Regions from separate parts of the Mus musculus genome. Here region 2 is linked to region 1. A link is a contact called in public Hi-C data. All regions are on one chromosome and are shown on one strand. The core of a region is the stretch at or near the end of the contact, and the rest is flanking DNA. Distances in the headings are between cores, read along the strand shown.

Region 1 (3,674 bases), core at 776-3,275:
TTACGATCCCTCTCTGTGCTATACATTCCTCACTCTTTGCAACGCTCATCGCTCATCGATATGGTTTTCAAACTCCCTGCCCTATTCATACCAAAGCTCTGCCCTGCTCTCCACTTACCCCCTCCCCCATCCAGTACCTAGAGCCCTCTTGGCTGTCCACAGAAGCCTGCTTCTATGGATAGTCTAGCAGGGCAAGGCCTAGCCCTCCCTTGACCAACCAAACACGGGGGTAAAGCAACCCACGACATACAGTGGCTGGTTTAATGACTGGAGCTTTGGTACCTCTGAGACCTCTCATCCCTACCGTGGCCACAGGAGAGCCCCAGGATGATCCAAGTGTGGACTCCAGTGGAATGACACTGTACCCATCCCATGAAGAAGAGCTTTGGACTTTAAAAGAGTCACCATGAAACCTGTACGACATCTGTATGGTATGGAACAAAACATCAGTGCCCTATATCTGATGGCCTCCGGGAGGTAAGGCAGAGCTCAGGAGCAAAAAGAACACAGTTCCCAACACCTGATGGGTACGCATAGGACAGATCTGCACGTGAGTTCCAGGCGCAAGAGCAGCAGTGGCTTCCTATAAGAGGCCTGTGCCCCCTGCTTCCAGCACAGATACCTCCACCATGTGCCTGATCCAGTGGGGGGTGGGTGGGTGGGTTATGCTGTCAAAAACCAAACTTGACTTTATATAAACAGGAAGAGGCACAGGTGCCAGAGACGGAGTCAGCTTACATTGGAAGTCAGGCTGTGTAGAAGATTAGATTCTGGTCTGGACTAATAAATACCATTGCTTAATCTCTTGGAGTTTGACACTCAAAACCATCATGTGAATATTAATAGATAGCCATAAGAGTCTATACCCTCTGTGTCCTCTGGGCCTGACTCCTCTCTCTTCCCAGCCTTCCCCAAAATGAAAAGCCAGTAGCAAGCCAAACAGGTCTTTCCCCAAAGAAACCCTTTAAAGGAAGAGGGACAAGGACCTTCTGAAAAGGTGGCCTTTGAGTGGTCCTCTGGGTTCTTCTAAGTCCTTCCAGCATTTGAAAGAGTGGCAATGGACACCAGAAAGGAAGAAGTGGGGAGAACCTGGCGAAGAGTCGGGAGGGAGACCCTCGTCCCCCATTGGAGCATTTCCTGCTGCCAGGGAAGCAAGCAAGTCAATAGTACTAGGCAAGAGCGGCAGACACCGCTACACCTGCAAACTCCCTGGAGCCCCCACACTCAAGGCAGTAGACACCCCAGCCCCCACCCCACCAGCATGCCTTAACTCCGGTCTCAGGAGGATTTCCCTGCTGCAGCTCCAACACCTAGCTCCAAAAGGCATCAAAGAAAGCAAGAAACTCACTGCCCGGGTGGCAGGGGTTGGGGAAAATGCACAAGGTTCCCAGGGAACATAGTCTTAAAGCTAAGGGTCCGGAGGAAGACCGGCATCCCAATCATTTGGTGCCACCTTGTCTAAGGCACTTCTCTTCACCTCCTTCAGGATGGGGTGGGGTTAAGAAAGAGGCGAGAGAGAGAAATGACAAAGCTGGGGCTATCTTACCCAAAAGCCCAGTGCCCAGCCATCTCGCCTGAGTATTGCCTCGGTTCCCAGCCCGGGACATGGTCCTGTTCTCTCTGGAGCGCTCCGGGGGCTTGGGATGGAATAGTGGGGACAGCCGGGCTCTCCACCCGAGGTCGTCTGTGGGCCCCGCAGCTGCCAGGGGAGCTCCGAGCCGCGGGTCGGGGCTCCGGAAAGTTAGCCGCGAGAGAGCGAGACGAGGGGGAGACCAAGGAGGGGGAGGCGCGCCCGCCGCCTCTTGGAGCCGGCTGCAGGAGCCGGGGCTGGAAGGGGGAGGAGGAGCCGGAGCTGAAGGGAGGACGCCGGGGCGAGCGGCACTGCGATGCGCCTCTGCTCTGGAAGCGCTCCAGCCGCAGGAGGGGCGGCGTCCCCGTCGGTTTCGCACAGTGCCCGTTGCGCCGTGTATCACGGCCGTAGGGTCCAGCCTGGGCAGCCCTCTTCCTCTCCAGCGGGACGGGAATGCTGCGGCTTGGCACTGCAGGGCCAGCCCGCAGACGCCCGCATCATCCCAAGCGCCGAGCTGCCAATTAGGAGAAGAGTTCACGGGGGAGTAGAGGTGGAGCTTTTAGGTTTGTTGGAAGGCTGTTTTTGTTCCGCTCAGAGAACACGAGTAAGGGCAGCGGCTGCCTCTCCGGGGACCGCCGGGAGGACATCCGCAGCGGGCGCTGCCGCAGCCGGTGGGCGTGTGCCGGCTTGCCCGCTGCGGACGACCGGTACAGCCCTGAACCAACACGCGTCGCCTCCAGCCGCGCCGCTCATTCGCTCTGCGGATGGCTTTTAGGCTGTGGCAAACCTAGTTTCCCCTGCAAAGTCTCCTGCACGCCGCCCACCAACCCATTTCTGCACAGACTCTTTGCTTCTTAGAGGGTTGGCAGGCAGTCACTTGGAGACAGCGTGCTTTGCCCCCAGCGCGGGGAGGCGGGGGTGGGGAGGCAACCGTAAACACCAAGAAGGTCCCCCCTCAAGACCTCTAGTCAACTACTCAAGCTACCCTCCAGGACAAATCCTCCTCACTGTCCGGAGACCAGTTAAACCTTGGAAATACACCCTCCACCTCGCCACACCCTCCACCCATCTTCCAACCCGGAGTTCCTGAAAGGCTTCAGCGCCATAAGAGACCATTGAGGTTGTATACAGAATGTTAACTGTCTGCGGGGAGAACCTTGTTTTCTTTTGCTTCGTTGGTTGTCATGGTAGTTGAACAGCTCTGATGCCCTGTGTTTGCTGCTGGAGAACTCTGAACAAAGCACACAACTTTTCTGGAGAATTCTGCTGTCTGCTGGATGGTGACCCCATGATATTTACCTCCTGATGCAAAATAGCATCATCCTCAATGCTAGGCAACAGGGAGGGCAGCCCTGGGCTCCTAGTTTTAGGGGACCTCATGCTAGCCCATGAGTCCAGGGAACACACCTCCTCTGAGTTCTAAAGGGTTCTGGGGATCCAAGAATCTAGTGTTTCCCCTAGGGGTTGCTGAGTTGGACTCCTCTTGGATAAGTTTGATAAGCAGGTGGGTGGTTCCTGAGTGGAACCCCAGTCGCTGCAGGACCAGTCACAAAAGCAAGATGACTGGGGAAGAGTCTGAAAAGAAATCCCATCTTCTAGGCCACCATGGAAAAGCAGTCAGAGGCCGAGGATGGGAGATAAACTTTACTTAATGATCCTGAGTTGCTGTTCCTGCTGTCATTGCTGTAGTGGTGGTGGTTTTGAGACAGGAGTTCTCTGTGTAGCCCTGTAGGCCAAACTGTCCTGGAACTCAGAGATCGCCCTGCCTCTTCTTCCCCTTCCTGAGTGCTGGGATGAAAGGTGTTCTCCACCACGCCTCTATCCTGATTTATTACCTACATTGAGACTTGTGTGCCTTTTTGCACCTGTATCTTGCACCAGGCCTTTCCAACATTAGAAATAGAACTGGATGTAAAGACTCAGAGAGATAAAGACGTGTTAGCACGCTTGGCAGAGCCCTGGGCACACAGGCTGAACACACAACACATCTGAGTTCAAAGAAGCCTGGGGCCCCAGAGGGGAAGCTACGTCCAGGAGAGGTTTTGACCTTTGGGAGGGCCTGCCACTGTGCAAGCAAGGCCAGGCATCCAGGCTGCCTGTGTTA
Region 2 (3,571 bases), core at 485-2,984, 82 kb before region 1:
CTACTTCAAGGCCATGGCCTAGGGTATGGTCCTACCTGTGCTCTTGTAACCTCCCCTCTAGTTTCCCACTGGCCTTTCAGGGCCCCCAGCACATCCTGCATTCAGCAGGAAGCCATCACTCAAGTTCCAGAGTCAACAGTGCCATATTCAGCAGCCCCCTGTCACACACAGATGCTGTACCTGGAACTGCGGGTTTGGGACCCACCTGCCTTCTCTGGAGATGGATTTACCCATGTCTGTGTGCCCAGAGCCTGTCTCTCCAGCTCAAGGCAGAACCCACTCGGGTTCAGGGCAAATGTTTCTTGGATGCAGTAAATGCCCAAGCAGGGCTAATTCTGGAGACAGTGACTGAAAAGTACAGAGGGCAGTCCTGAGATCACATCACAGTGGCTGTCATACTGTAGCCATACTGTCTCTGGTTGGAAGAAGATACTGTGCTTGACCTGATCTGGGCAATTCACGTTCCTTCTTGAAGGCAATGCTTTCTCTCTACTTTCTATGGTTGCCCTCTGCCCCATAACATATACACAGCCATTTCCTTCTGTCTCCCTTGGCTCTTGAAGGAACATGAGCCACGTTCTCACTGCAAATATCTCACTGTAAAAATCTTACAAACTTTCACACCACAGCACGGAAGAACACATTCCTGTGAGCCGTGCGCCCCCTAGTGGCAGAAATGGTTCCTTTTCCAACAAGGGAAGGGCTCTTGGAAGGCTAAATGGTAGAACCGCTTATGTAATTGCCTCTTCAGGCCAGTCCTAGCTTGTTGTGTGTTTATTCAATTGTCATACACTGTTGTTTTGCCAGACAGACAAGAAAAGGAGGCCCAAGAGTCACTACAGATCTCTGGTAGAGAAGACAAACAAAGGGAGAGTCTCTTCCAGAGAAGTGTGACACACCACTTAAGTTAAAGGGAGTCTGAGAACGCTGCAAGAACCCTGATTTGGGGGTACCACTGAGAGGACTCCCTGGGATCACATGACACTATTGCTATGCTCACATCCATGTAACTGGGTAACAGTTCAGCTTCCACACGCGGGGCCCGCTGTGGTGGGAGGTAATTGTTCCAGAGTCAGAGTGTTGTGGTTCAACTGTGATAAGACACTTTGCAAGAAAATGGTGGAGTTTCTCCAGGGGCCTAGAAACCAAACCAGGAAGGGGCTGAAGTTAAGAGACCAGAGGAGTCAGGAGACCCAGTTCCTTCAGAGGAGAAAATATAGTTGTAACAAACGACGAGACCAGAAAGGAGAAGAAATGGACGACAGACCACTGAGCATTGAGTTTTGCGAAGCCATGAGGCCATTTTGTGAAATTAAATGCAAATTTTTAAAAAAATCAATAGCTATACTCAGCATCAATTCACCTACATTCATAATTTGATAACTGGCTCCAGAATCAGGCTAACCACAGGCATGAGAGTAAACTCTGTTGGCGCCAAGGAAGTAGGGCAGCTAACTGTTCTACATAAGTAGAACGTGTCCTACAGTCATTTAAAAGAATTTCCAGGCTTGGGGGGCTGAGGCAGGAGAATTACAAGTGAAGGATCTGCCTTGGGTATCTCAATAAGACCCTGTCGAGAAATAGAAAACAAAACAACAACAAACAAAAACAAACAGACAAACAAAAGACTGTAGCTCAGTGGTAGGGAGTTTGTCTTGAGAGGCCTCTCAAGTATGTGGGGCAGCTACTCTGTTGTGGGACTATTCTGTTGAAGCAGGAAGTTACTGTCCATAGCACATTTTTGGCTCCTACTCAGCCCTGGAGACTTCCTGTAGCCCCAAGGTGATCCCATACCCCTTGTGCCAGTTCTGCCCCACCTTGTATTGAGGTTTCTCCTCTAAAGCAATATCAACTCTGGTATTCACCCCAGGGCCAGGTGTATGGGAGAGTCCTGGGTTGGGATGGGTCCTGGGTGGAGTGGGCGTAGGCAGATCTGGATAGTCAGGTGGCCAAAGCATAGATACACAAGAAATTCTGGAGTTCTGGATAGGAGGGGCCCAGCGAGGGAAGAGGACTGTGCCAGGGGCTGGACTTGGCACACCTAGTCAGAAACACACTTTATGAACATTTGTTCACTCAGAGTGTGAGGAAACATGGGGTGAGTGCCTCTCTCCTGGAGTAAGGGCAGAGCAAATAAAGGGTATGCATGCATGGCAGAGTACATGGGCCCACCTGGAACTCCAGGGATAGACACTAAATATGTCCTCCTGTTAGGGTAGCCTGTAGGGACCAGGAAGAAATGAGGGGAAGGTTCAGCAGGTGAGTGTGCTTGCAACCAAGCCCAAAGACCTGAGTTTGATCCCCAGAACCAACATGGCAGAAGGAGAAAACCAACTTCTACAAGTTGTCTTCTGACCTACACATAAACACACACACACACACACACACACACACACACACACACACACACACACACTTCAGAAAATGGTTGGTGCCGTCTCCTTGCCAAATGGAAACCAGCACTCTCTGAACCCCTTTGCTTTCTTGGCCCTCAGTTAGAGCCCACTGCTTAAGAGGGAAGCCAGAGTGAGCCACAAAGGGGCAAGAAAGGCAAGTTACAGTCAGGCTGGGAAAGATAGCAGGTCCGGGACAGAGCAGGATGAGACCCACCCCAGGCCAAGTATTATCTGGGTTTGCCCAGGGCTGATGTATGTCATGCAGTCTCACTGAATCAACCGGCACTAGTAAACTCTTCTTTGGTCCAGTGTGAGGATCTGTAAAAGCCAGCATGGGTAACTAAAATGACTTTCAAAATCCTACCATCCTACAAAGACTGCCTAGCCCAAGACAGGTGTGGGACTTCTTATGCCCAATAAATACAATTCTCCTGCACCAGGCCAATGTGAAGTAAGGTGAGAGGGTCACATTTGGAAAGAATGCTATCCTGTGTGACCTGATGCTTGTAAAGTGGGTGTCACCTGGGGAGGGTGTAATGATGTCTGACTGTGCTGACAGGAAGGGGAATAGCACACAGTAGGTGACTCCATCCCTGCTGCTTGCTGAGAGATAATTTCTCTGTTCTGGGACTGTGACAGACTTTCAAACTCAGCTCAGAATGTCTAAAGGGTTCGGTAAGAAATTGCATGAAAGGATGTCTCCATAGCAACACACTACACAACTAATGGGCCACCATCTTTAAAGACCTACAGAATACAGGCACCAGATGCAGTGGGCCTCTGGGACCCTTCTTAGTATGATTCCCAGTGTGGGTCCATCTCTACTCCTTTGCTACCTCACCTAGAAAAGCAGAGTAGATTCCCTGAGTCCTGCCTCACTCCAGGTGTAGGTGGGATGCTGGGATGCTGGGATGCTGGGATGCAAGAACCCAGACAACTGCTGGGTACCAAGATCCATGATGAGCAGAAATGGTGAAGAAAGCTGAGGCCTTTCTCCACAGTGAGATTCCCAGTCTTGTTTCCATATTGAATGAGGATACCCTCTCTCACGTCCCTGTCTCCCCAACAACTGCTGGTGCTAATTAAAGCCATGTTCTAATAAAAATATCAAATAGGATTCATCAGCCTGGAGGTGTTCTGTCTTTTTCTGCTTCAGCCCATGTTGCAACGAGTAG

Evidence for each region. Hi-C and Micro-C count contacts between places; a contact is called where the count stands out from the background.
Region 2: a contact with region 1 is called in a Hi-C map of B cells, with 3 times the contacts expected there. The contact joins the enhancer-like site here to the promoter of Scn4b in region 1. A contact is called at or near these places in 3 of 39 promoter capture datasets (the C10 cell line, macrophages and pre-B cells), 2 of 15 datasets of contacts at CTCF or cohesin (large pre-B cells and pro-B cells), 15 of 484 Hi-C or Micro-C datasets (the AML12 cell line, B cells, the P5424 cell line and 7 more), 2 of 115 datasets of contacts at active chromatin or transcription factors (bone marrow-derived dendritic cells and large pre-B cells) and 2 of 9 other capture datasets (adipose tissue and liver).

Annotation. Positions count from the first base shown.
Region 1 is chr9:45,136,975-45,140,648 of GRCm38.p6, reverse strand. Scn4b (sodium channel, type IV, beta) reads right to left here and starts at 2,025. Exons shown (of 5, transcript NM_001013390.3): 1 at 1,547-2,025. The coding sequence starts at 1,607.
Region 2 is chr9:45,218,849-45,222,419 of GRCm38.p6, reverse strand. All of the region lies in intron 1 of BC049352 (cDNA sequence BC049352), which reads right to left. Among named protein-coding and RNA genes, the nearest start is that of Tmprss4, 17 kb to the right of the region's middle. Within about 2 kb of position 1,734, at least 29 of the 459 cell types and tissues checked have an H3K27ac peak or open chromatin away from gene starts, as enhancers often do. A contact at or near this core is called in B cells, the P5424 cell line, adipose tissue and 2 more, where this site is marked.